Regions from separate parts of the Mus musculus genome. Here regions 2 and 3 are each linked to region 1. Evidence: chromatin contacts called from public HiChIP or PLAC-seq data. All regions are on one chromosome and are shown on one strand. The core of a region is the stretch at or near the end of the contact, and the rest is flanking DNA. Distances in the headings are between cores, read along the strand shown. Region 1 overlaps Aopep (aminopeptidase O). Region 2 overlaps Aopep (aminopeptidase O). Region 3 overlaps Aopep (aminopeptidase O).

Evidence for each region. HiChIP or PLAC-seq counts read pairs in DNA pulled down with a chosen protein or histone mark.
Region 2: a contact with region 1 is called in a FOXA1 HiChIP or PLAC-seq map of pancreatic cancer cells. The contact joins two enhancer-like sites. A contact is called at or near these places in 10 of 39 promoter capture datasets (the C10 cell line, the HPC-7 cell line, cranial neural crest and 7 more), 1 of 484 Hi-C or Micro-C datasets (bone marrow-derived macrophages), 6 of 115 datasets of contacts at active chromatin or transcription factors (embryonic stem cells, epiblast stem cells, large pre-B cells and 1 more) and 4 of 9 other capture datasets (adipose tissue, embryonic stem cells, liver and 1 more).
Region 3: a FOXA1 HiChIP or PLAC-seq map of pancreatic cancer cells shows a contact between it and region 1. The contact joins two enhancer-like sites. A contact is called at or near these places in 9 of 39 promoter capture datasets (the C10 cell line, the HPC-7 cell line, cranial neural crest and 6 more), 2 of 484 Hi-C or Micro-C datasets (liver and uterus), 7 of 115 datasets of contacts at active chromatin or transcription factors (embryonic stem cells, heart atrium, large pre-B cells and 1 more) and 3 of 9 other capture datasets (adipose tissue, embryonic stem cells and liver).

Annotation. Positions count from the first base shown.
Region 1 is chr13:63,302,634-63,306,991 of GRCm38.p6, forward strand. It overlaps Aopep (aminopeptidase O), which reads left to right. Exons shown (of 16, transcript NM_001289926.1): 16 at 1-244. It also overlaps a transcript of Fancc not described here. Among named protein-coding and RNA genes, the nearest start is that of Mir3074-1, 3.5 kb to the left of the region's middle. Within about 2 kb of position 1,953, at least 82 of the 459 cell types and tissues checked have an H3K27ac peak or open chromatin away from gene starts, as enhancers often do. A contact at or near this core is called in pancreatic cancer cells and uterus, where this site is marked.
Region 2 is chr13:63,064,650-63,069,007 of GRCm38.p6, forward strand. It overlaps Aopep (aminopeptidase O), which reads left to right. Exons shown (of 16, transcript NM_001289926.1): 5 at 3,391-3,636. Among named protein-coding and RNA genes, the nearest start is that of Gm46422, 28 kb to the right of the region's middle. Within about 2 kb of position 2,127, at least 40 of the 459 cell types and tissues checked have an H3K27ac peak or open chromatin away from gene starts, as enhancers often do. A contact at or near this core is called in pancreatic cancer cells, where this site is marked.
Region 3 is chr13:63,086,415-63,090,772 of GRCm38.p6, forward strand. The region is part of intron 5 of Aopep (aminopeptidase O); the gene reads left to right. It overlaps Gm46422 (a long non-coding RNA gene), which reads right to left. Exons shown (of 3, transcript XR_001780981.2): 3 at 1,381-4,358. Among named protein-coding and RNA genes, the nearest start is that of Gm46422, 6.2 kb to the right of the region's middle. Within about 2 kb of position 1,842, at least 51 of the 459 cell types and tissues checked have an H3K27ac peak or open chromatin away from gene starts, as enhancers often do. A contact at or near this core is called in pancreatic cancer cells and uterus, where this site is marked.

The DNA.
Region 1 (4,358 bases), core at 703-3,202:
CCTGCTGGGTGACAAAGGCTCTAGGACAGACTGAGAGGAGCGTCCGCACAGAACCATTGGTTTTCAGAGCCTGGGCTGTAGCAGTGACTGCATTTGGATGGTTGCAGGGGACTTGCAAATGGTTATCTGCTTTGTATACCACAATGGTACAAGTATCAAAGTGTGTTAATTCTACTTAATGTTACCCTGATTTCTGTGAAGACTTGAAATAAATGGCTGAGTCTATGCCTTCCTGCTCTCAGAAGCACTCTGGCCTTGCTTAGAGGTGGACTAAGAACCACACACCCTGTAAGGCCCCTCTGAGAACCTCAGTGGCCCATACCTCCTCTGAACTGGAGAGAGCAGCCAAGCACTGGTTTAGTCTGGTTTTGTTCTTTGTTCTTAGGAACCACTAAAGCAAAACAAAGCTGTCGCCTAAGGTGGGTTTTGTTCAGGGATCAAGTCCCTTGTCCCCATGGGTCACTGAGCCCTGTGCCTGGCTGTGTCTGGCTTGGGTTCTTGCCAATGGGTTTCAGGTAAGTGGAGATCTCACTGGAACCAGATGCCCATTTCACAGCTTTGGTGAAGGATCTGTGGTAGAGCTGTCCTTTGCCACCTCTGGCTGGGTGCAGAGCAAGCCTATCCTCCCCTCTCCTCTAGTCCCCCACCCCAACAAGTTAGGCAGCAGCTCCTGCCACCCATAGCTGCACCAGAGGCCCATGAGGCTGTGGAAGCAGGCTTCCCTCATCTGGCTGAGACCTCTGGAGTCAAGAAAGTGCAGTCTCCATTCTTCCGTGAGCCACCTGACTTCACAGGACACAGAACATTGCAAACGTTAACTTGTCAAATAGGATGCGAAGCAGGGTCTGAGGGCGGAAGAATGGATGTCTAGGGAGGCTTGACCTCCTCCTCTGAGCTGTCTCACCCAGGGAGGAGTTTGCTCTATAGCATATGGTTCAGGTGATGAGTGAACTGTTGGCGGAGGAAGGATGTGGATCATCACCCAGGCTCCTGCTCCAAACCACAAGTGGGCAGAGCAAGAAGCTGGATCCCTGGGTCAGTGTTTGCTGTAGACCACTCTGTAGTGCTTGGTCTTCAGAGCTTTGGTGTCCAAGCCTTAGGCAGGGGCTTGGAACCCCTCTAAGGAACTCTCCCTCCCACCACTCAGATGTGAGACTGAGCCTGTGTTGAAAGCCTGGAAGCCTGAACCTGAGTCTGCTCCTCTGTCCCTGGAGAGACTGAGACTGTCCTTGGTGGTCAGGCACACTTGTTGCCAGCACTATTTCCATGCCGTTTTCTAGCCTCACTTCATTCCTGGAGGAAGCTGAAGGGTGAGAGAAACCCAATGGGAGCAAAGTGCTCTACCACCAGGCCCATGCCTCCAGTAGGTAGAGGGGCCGGGACAGGAGGATCCGTGTGAGATAACTGCCAAGAGGTGAGTGGGATAGCAGAAACACCAGCCTCTTAACCCTGCCACTGAATACTGTCATCGTCATTGCTAAGCAGATGTCCATCACTTGAGAACAACAGGCCAGGGCTGGGCCAGCCTGTTCTCACTGATCCCACCAGAAATGGCCTCCTTCCAACCAAGACAGCCTAGAGTTACTCCATCTCTTCTCCAGAGGAGACACACCCCTCCGTGTTATCTGGGATGCTTCCGACAAGGATTAGAGCAGGCCTCAACCGGAGTGAGGCCAGGGCTACAGGAAGGGGGTGCATCTAGATCATCTGATGTTGACCCCTGGGCCATGGTTCCCTGCACAGGAGGAAACATCAGTGCCCCCACTGTGGGCTATCCTTCTGCATAGATCCTGAACCCACTGTTTTGTCCCTCTACATAGATCCTGAACCTGGCCTAGGAAGGGAGCCATCCACACTCGGATTTGTAGAAGAGAGTTGAACCCCAGGAAGGGGCAGAGGTTGGCTGGCTGGGAGCTCACCACCTTGTTTGTGAGCCTTTGGACAGAAGCCAAGGGAGAGGTACTGGGAATTCTGGCTGGACCCAGGCAGGAAGAAGGGAAGGGTGGGGTTGAGAAAGTCCCAGAAAGGACTCTGGGCGCTCTGACTCAGCTATTCCAATAGTACTGGAGGATTTTAAAGCATTTATGTATTTATTTATTCAAACGAATTTCACATCAAAAGAATGAAATAATTGATACTATAGCAAGGTATTCTTGCTTGTGGTGAGCAGAAATGTCATAGAATGTCCCCAGGGTAGAAACCAGAAATGGCAGATATCCCAAAGTAAGCAGTCCTTACCAAACGCAGAGGGTTTTTCAGGGTCCACTCCAGGCCAGTGCCAAGTTCCTACCAGGTTTTTCTCCTGACCGTGGCTTAGCAGGACATGGCTACACAAGCCCAGTGAGCGGCCAGCTAGCAGGGGATGCCACACACACAGGGATCTCTGTTATCCACAGCATCACCTTTGCCCCAACTCTCCAAAGCAGCTATGGCCCAGGAAGCAACAGAAAGCAGTACTTAGAGGATGGGATCTGAAGGGTTCACATGCAGAGCTGCTTGCTTCAGTCCTGCTGGTCCCCACCAGGCTTATACAGAGACGGAGCCAGCCAGTACAGGAACAGCACTGGCCTGGTAAGGGAAAGGAGAACACCCCGCCCCAGCTACACCTGCCAAGTAGTCCTGGGTGCTGGGCCTGTGGCCTTAGCTGGCCTGCTCCCTGAGTGGCTGGGCTGCCATACCCATTCCCACAGTATGTAGACACCTTGCTGCGGCTTAACATTGTTTCCAAAAGCTCAGTGGTTATTCAGCCCCTTGGAACACTCTCTCCCTAGGGAGTGGCCTAGCCTCATCACATCTCTGAGACTCCCAGGGCTGGCGTGGGTGGGGAGTGCCTGGACCTCCCAAGAAAGGTTTCAGGGAGTAGTCTCAGTGAGGGGGGTGAACTCACCCTAGCCACAGTGAATTCGGGGGCCCCTTGGCTGGTCTGTGGGGTTTACGAGGTGGGAGGGAGGAGCAGCCATCCGGCTATTCAGGGGACGGTTTTATGGCCCCCTTCCCACCCATTGATGCTGTCGGAGAGATTGATGAACCAATAAGGCAGTTCTCTTCAGACCAATGACCAGACAGTGTGAGACAGGGAGGAGACTGGGGCAAGCGGAGGAAGTTTCCCAGGATGGGGTGGGCTGCTGAGGAGACCGGCTCTTGGTGTTGGCATGTGTAGCCCCAGTGGGAAGACTGGCCAGAAAGAAGCCCTGCCTTGGTGGTTGATCCCGCTGGGAGTGTCCATGTCCGTGTTCTCGGAGAAGCATAGGAAACAAGAGGTACAGTCACCAGAATGTGGCCTCAGCAGCTGGCGATGGCCCCAGAAACCTGGCATGACAGGACGTGTGTGCAAGCTTGGGTTGGAGATACAATGCCCTTTCTCTTCAGCTGGCTTGTAAAATCAAATCTGGCCAATTCAGTGAAACAGGCTTGGGCTGGCTTATGAGTCCCCGAGGACAGAACAGGAATGAGTATGGGACCTCTCCCATCTGTCCTGGGTCCACCACTGTCTCTTGTCTGTATAATGACCTTACCTAGGCACTGGCAGGGTGGACCAGGAACATGGACGGGGCAGGCCCTAACCGGCTGTCCATTCCATGGCATTCCAGGAAAGCGATCCACCAGACTGTGTTCTGTCCTGGCTACATAGCTTATTGTGGCTATGTCTGGATACAGAATGTCTGGATACAGAGTAGGTGTGTGCCCTGCGGCTTCTCATTTCTTAAGCCACCTTTGTCATTTTGCCTATAATTTCTTACACACACACACACACACCTTTAGAGCCTGGTACCCAGCTGTAGCACTCAAGAGTCCCAAGTTCTAGGAAGTTCTTGTCTACTCCAGCAGGTCCTCCCTTGCTGCCCACTGTCCGATGGATTAACCTATAGGAGAAGTGTGGCCTTCTAAACCAGGTGGAACTTGAGGCTTGAAAAGCTGCGGGGAGCCGAGCCGCCTGAGCCTAACACAGCCTTACCTCACTCCTCACCTTCACACTGCAGTGTTGAAGGTGCTGGAGGCTCTGTGGCCTATGAAGAATGGAGATAGCTGTGAGGTTTATGTTGAGTTATAAAGTGCAATAATGGTTTAATGGTAAAAAATTGCAGTTGTAATTTTTACCTATTATACTATGACCAGGAAGAAACAGGTACAGAGGTGGAGGTCTCAGCAAGCCTTGAGGTCGGAGGGTACGTCCTAGAGTAGGATGGTGACAGGACAGAGGCTAGGAGTGTGGCAGATGGAGCCTCAGGATGCATGTCAGAGCACATGGCTCCAGCCCTGGAGAGTACTTAACTAGAAACCTCTATTCAGATGCTGGACTCTAAGTCCTGGGTGCTACCATGCTGCTACAGCACGGGGGTTGCAGATGTCTCCTCCTC
Region 2 (4,358 bases), core at 877-3,376, 240 kb before region 1:
ACCATTCAGATGAGCTAAATTAACAGGGGCAACTCCTCCAGTCCACTTGGAATGAACATTTTAGTAAACACACAGACTAAAGACATTAGAAAAAAGTCTAATATGCATTAATTCTATTTAGTTTCAGCCACAAAAGAGTTTTGTGTTACATTAAGCCTCTCAGGCCTTCATTTGGGGTCATTCAGCTTATGCTTGGCATGGAAGCTTGGCTATCCTGCAGTAGAACTTAATGAAACTGATTGAAAGCATTGGAAAACTGGCACCACGTTAAAGACATTGGGATGATTCATTCTGCAGAAAGGAAAACTTGGGGTAGGGAAAGTCTGTCTTGAGAGTAGTAAAAACTGAGGGAAGCCACTATGAATAGAAGAGAAGGAATCTCCGGTTGCCACTGGGTCTGTGCTGTTGATACATGATCCCTGGACCCCCTTAGCTGCTGCTTGAATGGGGCCTTGAAGTGAATGGGTATAGTCCTCTTTTGCCTGTAGAAACCTTAGGAAGCATTTTAGTATGTGATTGACATCCACTGTGGCCTACTGTGTACACACCTAATTCAAAATATTCTGTCATGCCACAGAGTTCTCTCCTACCCTTCCTAATCTGTCCTCCTCTCTTCAGGCAGCCATAGCTGGTAAGTCTGTGGGTGTGATGAAGAGAAAGAGGCCCCAAATACTGAAGTCCTCACCTTGGTCACAGCTGGTCACCACACTGGTCACAGCACAGCCACTGAAGCCAAGGTGTATTGGTCTTTACATAAGACCTCACAAGTGGCATCCCTCATACAGTTCTTTCACTATCAAGAGCCTCAGTGACGTAACTTGCCCATAGCATGATTGCTTTTAAGTCCTAAGTTTTATGGAAAATGGGATTAAGTTATGCATCTAACAGTAATCATCCTCATTAGTTTGGTGAGTGTTCATATAGGCCTGGAAAGAAAATGATTCATCTTTTCCCTTGAACAAACAGGCTTGTTTGATGTACCATTGCCGCCTTCACTCTGTTCCCTAACCTCTAGTTTTCTTAGGTGTAAGAGATAGTCTCCCTCCGTGGGAAAAAGCAGTTTCGAGATAGCATGCCTCCCTGCACTGAGGCATCGTGATGTTTAGATCTTAAGCTTATTCCCTAGCTGCATCCAGAGAGTTCGAGCTTTCGGTTCATGCTTTGAAGGCCCCCTCTTTTTTTTAGGTTTTTAAGACAAGGTTGTGACTTGTAGCGCAAGCTGGCCCAGAACATACATAGTCCAGGCTGGTGTCATATCCTCAGTACTCTTGCCTCAGCCTCCCAAGTGCTGGAGTTCTAGGCATACTGGTCCATGCTGTTGTCACACTTGGCTTCTAAAAGCCTTTGGGTGGGAGTTTTGAGGCATGGTCTCATGGAGCCCAAACTTACCTTGAACTCCTGATTCTTCTGTCTGTACCTTTCAAATGCTGGGGTTACAGGTGTATGGGCATATGCCATGGACACATGGTCAACTGCAGCTTGTAAAAACTTTTCAGTAGAGAGTATGTGAGCTTAAATTACCATAGTACATTGTTTTTCTGTGTAAATACATTTTTAAAAACCCCATAGAGGCTCAGTAGTTGGCCATCTTGGCTCCTCGTCTTTAGGTGGGTGTTGTAGCCTTTTTAGTTGAATGTTTACAAGCAGACACTTTTGATTTCTTTCTCATAAGGTGATGTTATGAGTCCAGGACTTTGGCTTGAGTCCAGTCTTAGTAACTCTATTCTTGCAGTCACTTTATCCTGGCAGTTTTATGGGTCTCCATTTTTTTACCCACCCCCCCCCCCCAACCATAACCAGGCCTCACTGGGGCTGGTAATTCTTGAAGCATTATGGTGGAAGGTGAGGCTTGTTTACATAGCTGTGTGGATCTCCTGATCACAGGCCTTGGGTGTCTGGAAGATACTTCATAAACCTCAAGAAGAATTATTGTTACAACCTGCCCAAATTGAGGCAGGTAAGCACTTAGAGATTCTTCAGTGTCTGGTGAATCACAGTAGCACCCACAGCTAGAATTATAATCTGCAATTTAAGGTTACAGGGTTTTTCCATTGTGTCTGAATAGAGGGCATGTTAACAGATGAAAAAATAGAATTCTCTTTGATGTTGGTTTCTTTAGCTATATAAGTTCTCTTGAGGCCTGTGAGTCAGACCCTAGGAATTTTCTTTCAATTCCTCCTTTGCCTTTCTGGGAGTAACATGACAATGGGGCTAGCTGGGTTCTGCTCTGTTTCACTCGAAGGTTGATTTCATTACATTTATACTGAAAGTGCATTAGAAAGGGACCAGAGACATAGCTCAGTTGGTAGAGTACTTACCTAACATGCAGGAAGCCCTAGGTTCAATTCCCAGCACTATGTAAACCAGGCATATGCCAGTAATCCCAGCACACAGGAGGTAGAGACAAGATGATCAGGAGTTCAAGGCCATTCTCATCTACATGGTGAGTTTAAGGCCAGCCTGGGATGCATGACCCTGTCTCCAAAGCCCAAAAGGATATTGAAAAGAGTGCTCTTTTCAGAAGTGCCAGCCTCTGGCAAGTAGTGTGAAGAATGCCTAGATTACTTTTTGATAAGCTGTGATTTTTTTTTTTTTTTGAACACTATACCTATAACTGTCATTGGTTCATTGTCCTACCTCACCCCAGGTCACTTATTCTAGGATTTTCCAGAATGGAATCTTTAATTTGCCTATAGACAGGTACATAGCGGCTCATAGCTGTAATCCCAGTACTTGAGAGATAGATTCAGAAGAATCAGAAGTTGAAGGGTAGCCTCAGCTATATCCTGAGTTCAGAGCTACCTGGGCTCCATGAGTTCTCAATGAAAAGTCAATAAATAAAACGGCTATTGCATCTCTCCCTCTCTAAGAACTGTCAGTAACTTCAACAGTTTCTCTATGATGATATTTGAGATCACATTACTGAAGGTAGAATTTACTTTAATTTGGGTGGAAGGTTGCTTTATTGTTTCAAATCTTATCCACCCATGACCCCCATAATTCTAAGATCTATAAGATCGTTGCTTTCATTAGCTTAGATTGAAATCACTCAGTCACTTCAGGCACCTCAATAAATATTTGACCTATAATTTTCACTGCTGCCCAAAAGCAAACAAGCCAATACTTAAACTGCCTTTTCTATCTTTTTTTTTTAAAGATTTACTTATTTATTATATGTAAGTACACTGTAGCTGTCTTCAGACACACCAGAAGAGGGCATCAGATCTCATTATGGATGGTTATGAGCCACCATGTGGTTGCTGGGATTTGAACTCAGGACCTTTGGAAGAGCAGTCAGTGCTCTTACCCACTGAGCCATATCTCCAGCCCCACTGAACCGCCTTTTCTAATAAACCTGTTTGAACCACTGTCTTCTTTTGTGTTGTCCAGGTATGATAACACCTGCAATCATATGGAATACCCTTGCAGGTTCCAGAGTGCGTCCGCTGCCTCCCAGGACATCATTCCTTATCGAGTGTTTGCCCCAGTGTGCCTTGAGGGTGCCTGCCAAGAGGCCCTGCTGTGGCTGATCCCTTCTTGCCTCTCAGCTGCACACTCTGTCCTGGGAACACACCCTTTCTCCCGGCTGGACATACTCATTGTCCCCACCAACTTTCCAAGTCTGGGAATGGCCAGGTATGCTGCTCATCATGGCATGTGGAACATGCTTAAAATGTCTAGGAACTAATAGAGGAATATTTTTCTCAAACTCTGTCAGGAGTTTCGTTTGCTTTGGGTAGAAGGGGTTCATTGTTCCCTCCTGGATATCTTACTGCTAGCTTCAGGGGATAGTTTTCATGATTGCTCAGTTGTTGTTAGCTTGGGTGATGAGAACTTACTGCTAATGAGTCCAAGGTCATACGTCAGACTCTAAGCACAGTAACAAAACCTGGTCCCAGGGCCACAGCTGTTCACCTAATCCTGACCAGCTGCCTCATCCATTCTCACCATTGGTCACAAGGCTACAACTTGAGAGCCCCATGTCAGAGCATGAATCTATCCACAGTGCTGGAAAAACAGCTAAAAGCAGATGGTTTACTGTGGGGGAAGGATATAACGACTTGTTCCTGTCTTTAATACAGTAAATGAATTATTTTTACTGTGCCTCCATCTGATTCTGACAAAAAGTAGAAACTTGCTAGTTGACCCTTTGCTCTGTTAATTACAGTCCCACTGTCTATTCACACAGTGATGGGAGAACAGCTCTGTCCCACAGAGAAAAGATGGCGCATGAACCTTGACTATGCTTCTGTTTGCAACTCCTAATCACTAACAGGGCTGTGCTTGACTAGGGTGGGAAAGCAAGCTCATCAGACATGTGGCTTTGAGTTTTTCCCTATTAGTCAAGGAAATTCTTG
Region 3 (4,358 bases), core at 592-3,091, 220 kb before region 1:
GAAGAGCAATCAGTGCTCTTAACCACTAATCCATATCTCCAGATTAATTTGCAAATTGCCCTTTCTAAGTCAGTGAAGAATTGAGTTGGAATTTTGATGGGGATTGCATCTGTAGATTGCTTTCGGCAGGATAGCCAGTTTGACTATATTAATCCTGCCAATCCATGAGCACGGAAGATCTTTCCATTTTCTGAGATCTTCTTCAATTTCTTTCTTCAGAGACTTGAAGTTCTTATCATACAGATCTTTCACTTCCTTAGTTAGGGTCACACCAAGGTATTTTATATTATTTGTGACTATTGTGAAGGGTGTTGTCTCCCTAATTTCTTTCTCAGCCTGTTTATCCTTTCTGTAGAGAAAGGCCACTGATTTGTTTGAGTTAATTTTATATCCAGCTACCTCACTGAAGCTGTTTATCAGGTTTAGGAGTTCTCTGGTGAAATTTTTAGGGTCACTTATATATACTATCATATCATCTGCAAACAGTGATATTTTGACTTCTTCCTTTCCAATTTGTATCCACTTGATCTCCTTTTATTATCGAATTGCTCTAGCTAGGACTTCAAGTACTATATTGAATAGGTAGGGAGAAAGTGGGCAGCTTTCTCTAGTCCCTGATTTTAGTGGGATTGCTTCCAGTTCCTCTCCATTTAGTTTGATGTTGGCTACTGGTTTGCTGTAGATTGCTTTTATTATGTTTAGGTATGGGCCTTGAATTCCTGAGCTTTCCATGACTTTTATCATGAAGGGGTGTTGGATTTTGTCAAATGCTTTCCCAGCATCGAACGAGATGATCATGTGATTTTTGTCTTTGAGTTTGTTTATACAGTGGATTATGTTCATAGATTTCCGTATATTAAACCATCCCTGCATCCCTGGGATGAAGCCTACTTGATCATGATGGAAGATCGTTTTGATGTGTTCTTGGATTCGGTTTGTGAGGATTTTATTGAGTATTTTTGCATCAATATTCATAAGGGAAATTAGTCTGAAGTTCTCTTTCTTCCTTGAATCTTTGTGTGGTTTAGGTATCAGAGTAATTGTGGCTTCATAGAATGAATTGGGTAGAGTACCTTCTGTTTCTATTTTGTGGAATAGTTTGAGGAGAGTTGGAATTAGGTCTTCTTTGAAGGTCTGATAGAACTGTGCACTGAACCCATCTGGTCCTGGGCTTTTTTTGGTTGGGAGACTATTAATGACTGCTTCTATTTCTTTAGGACCTAAACACTTTGAACCTTGTGTCTGTTCTGGTAGCACTAGGTGGGAAGGCAATCCCCTAGAGGTGGACACCTAAGTGATCATCTGGGGAGACCTTTCAGGACTTGCTCTGACCTGTTCTTCGAGGTCTGGGGAGATGGCTGTTGTATCTGTCTGGACTTTGGCACTCTGAAACTGGAGTCTCCCTTGTTCTGGCAGCCATACTTGCTCCTTCTAGGAAGTTAGGGTGAGGAGAATAAGCGTAACACATGGTCTCTTAAGTGCAGGACAGGGGGATCCTACTGATGAGTTGGTTATTTGAGCTAAGGGGGGGTAGACCTGTAGGCCACTTGCAGATGAAATCAGCAATGCAAAGGCCCAGGTAGCCAAGCACACTATCTACCCTGTACACAGAGGGATGCCTTCTGACTTGATGGGAAGAGCCCACTCTGGACTCAGACCAGGGCCAGACCAGCTCTTAACTTTGCCTGTCATCTATGAGCTGCTGCCCAGCCCTTCGCTCTCTACACCGCTGTAGGGAAACACGTAAGATCACAAATATTCCGGAACAGGCTCTCAGAGAATTCAGCTCTCTGCTCCAGTAAGCATAGAGACATTTGATAGTTTCGTTTGTTAAATACTATAAGATTTGTGGCTTATTAGGGTGAATCACCAGCCCTGTGGTTCCTCCCAACCCAGAATGTCAACAGTGTTCTGAAATAATAGCTTTTGGGAACAAATAGAAATAATTGTGATGAGTTAGTGCAGGGACAACACAAAAGACTTGCTGCAAAGAGTCACTGAATCCAGATTCCTCAAATGATCCCTAAAGAACTTTCCTGTTCATCGGGTGTGCTTAGCACAGCCCATGCCATCTGCTAGGGCCTCTGTCTATGCTTGTAGCTTGAAATGGAGGTGTTTGTACATGTTGCCTTGTCATTCCCCAGAAGAGGCAAAGCAGCAGAACAGACTGCCAGACCTTGCTGCTGCTCATGTCAAAATGCATAGTCATAGTTCCTTCTCCATATCTAGTAATGGATAATAAAAGTGTGGACCCTCTCATTGCAGGATTTTGAACTCAATTGGCAGACAGACAGACACATACACACACAGAGAGAGAAAGAGAGGTTCTGTTTCTCCCACCAGATGTTCTCAACCTTCCTAATGGTGTGACCCTTTAATAAAGTTCCTCAGGTTGTGGTGACTTCCTCCCCAACTATAAAGTTATTTTTTGTTGCTACTTCATAACTGGAATCTTGCTACTATTATGAATCATAATGTGAATATCTGATATACAGGATATCTGATATGTGACCCCTGTAAAACGGTCATTTGGCCCTCAAATGTGTCGAAAACCACAGGTTGAGAACCACTGTTCTTGAATAAACTTATGTTCTGACTCTGCTGATTACAACGTGAAAGGCTCAGAATGAGAGGGTCTAGACACATCTGTTCTGGGTGTTGGGGTCACTCTTGCACATAGCCCTTCCTTTGAATGTTTGCCCTTTCCAGCCTGTCTTGATAACCACCTCATTCATAAGGATGTGCAGTGTTGTCTATGGAGTTTTTGCCTGGCATGTCCTTCAGACTATGTGGGAGTGTATCAAGATAATTTTGCAAAATGAAGCTTAGTTTTTCAGAAGGGTCAGCCTTAAAGACTGTGGTTAGCGAATCACTTCAGTGCAATCTATTCTGCATTCCTGTTTTCTCACCTCCATTCCCTTCTGCTCCATTCCTCCCACTCCTCAGGCGTTTCTATGAGTCTTTTGTTTGTTCATACAGATGTAAGCCAACTATAAGGATTATCAGCCCTCCTTTTTGAAAAGCAAGATGCACCACACCCAGCTTTCTCTGTGCTCTTGGTACTTGGGGCTGTGTCCTGGGTTTCCTTCTGTTATGGAACCTTTGAGTTTCTCCGCACCTTTTCTTTAGCTGTGCAGTATTCTGTGCCCTGGATTTTCTCAATTTACTTTTCCAAAATAAAGATCTTGAAGTTTTGCCAATATTTGTAACATTTTAAACAATACAATACTGAGTACTTGATTCATTGTAGGGTCAGCAAGTGAGGAAGCTGCAGAGGCAACCAAATGGCAGAACTTGGCAGAGACTCAGTGCTGTGGGGCTGGGAAGAGGAGCCCTGCCTCACGGTCTAACTCTGCAGAGCTTTTGTGAAGCCCTTGCCACTTAGGATCAAGATCTCAGTAGAAGACCAGGTGGCCTTTCTAAACGTTTTGCTCTGCGCTTGTTCCCAAGTCTTCATTAATTTTTTAACATCTAGGAATTGTTTTCATCCTACTCTTGCTCTCTTTGGAAATTTAAAAATAACATAAGTTAAATGCCTATGTTTACCACTTTAAGATGACAAGAGTCTGGGGAGACAGCTCAGCCTGTAAAGTGCTTCAATGCAAGGATGAGGGCAGGGTTTGGATTCTTACATCCTAACCATAAGGAAAAGCAGAGAGCAATGAATGAATCCTTCTTAGTTCTCTTTCTCCATATAATGCAGTTCAGGACCCCACCCAGGGAGTGGTGCCACCACTGAAGGAGTGTCTTCATAGTGAGGCCCATCTCCCAGGTGACTGTAGATTCTGTCCTATTCATTGTTAACACCAGGCATCACACCCAGCCTCACTGAATGAGGGGAGGTGAACATTCCTATTGTCATCCTTGGGCTTACCCACATGTGCACACATGTACTCATGCTCTCACAGACAAGTATGCTCACATACATACATGAATCTATATACATATATATATATATATATATATATTCATGTACACCACATACACTCATACAAACATTGGGAATTAAATGATTTTTATTTTTATGGTTAAGAGAACATGGTGTTATTTGGATGCTTGGACTTGTAGTTTTATTTTTACTTCAGGAGTATTCTGATATTCAATGAGTAGAAAATCAGCTGTGGTATGTTCAGGCTGGCTTTCCTTCCCAAGAGTAAGTGTGAAAATGGATACTCAGACCCTGGGAAAAAGACCAACTGCCAATCCTACAACATAAAGGAAAATATTTTTTAACTCTGTTAAGAGAAAGGTGAGGGAGATGGTTAATGAGCCCATGTTTTAGCTCGTGTTTACTCTTAGGCTCACTCTGTGTGTGTGTGTGTGTGTGTGTGTGTGTGTGTGTGTGTGTGTGTGTGTGT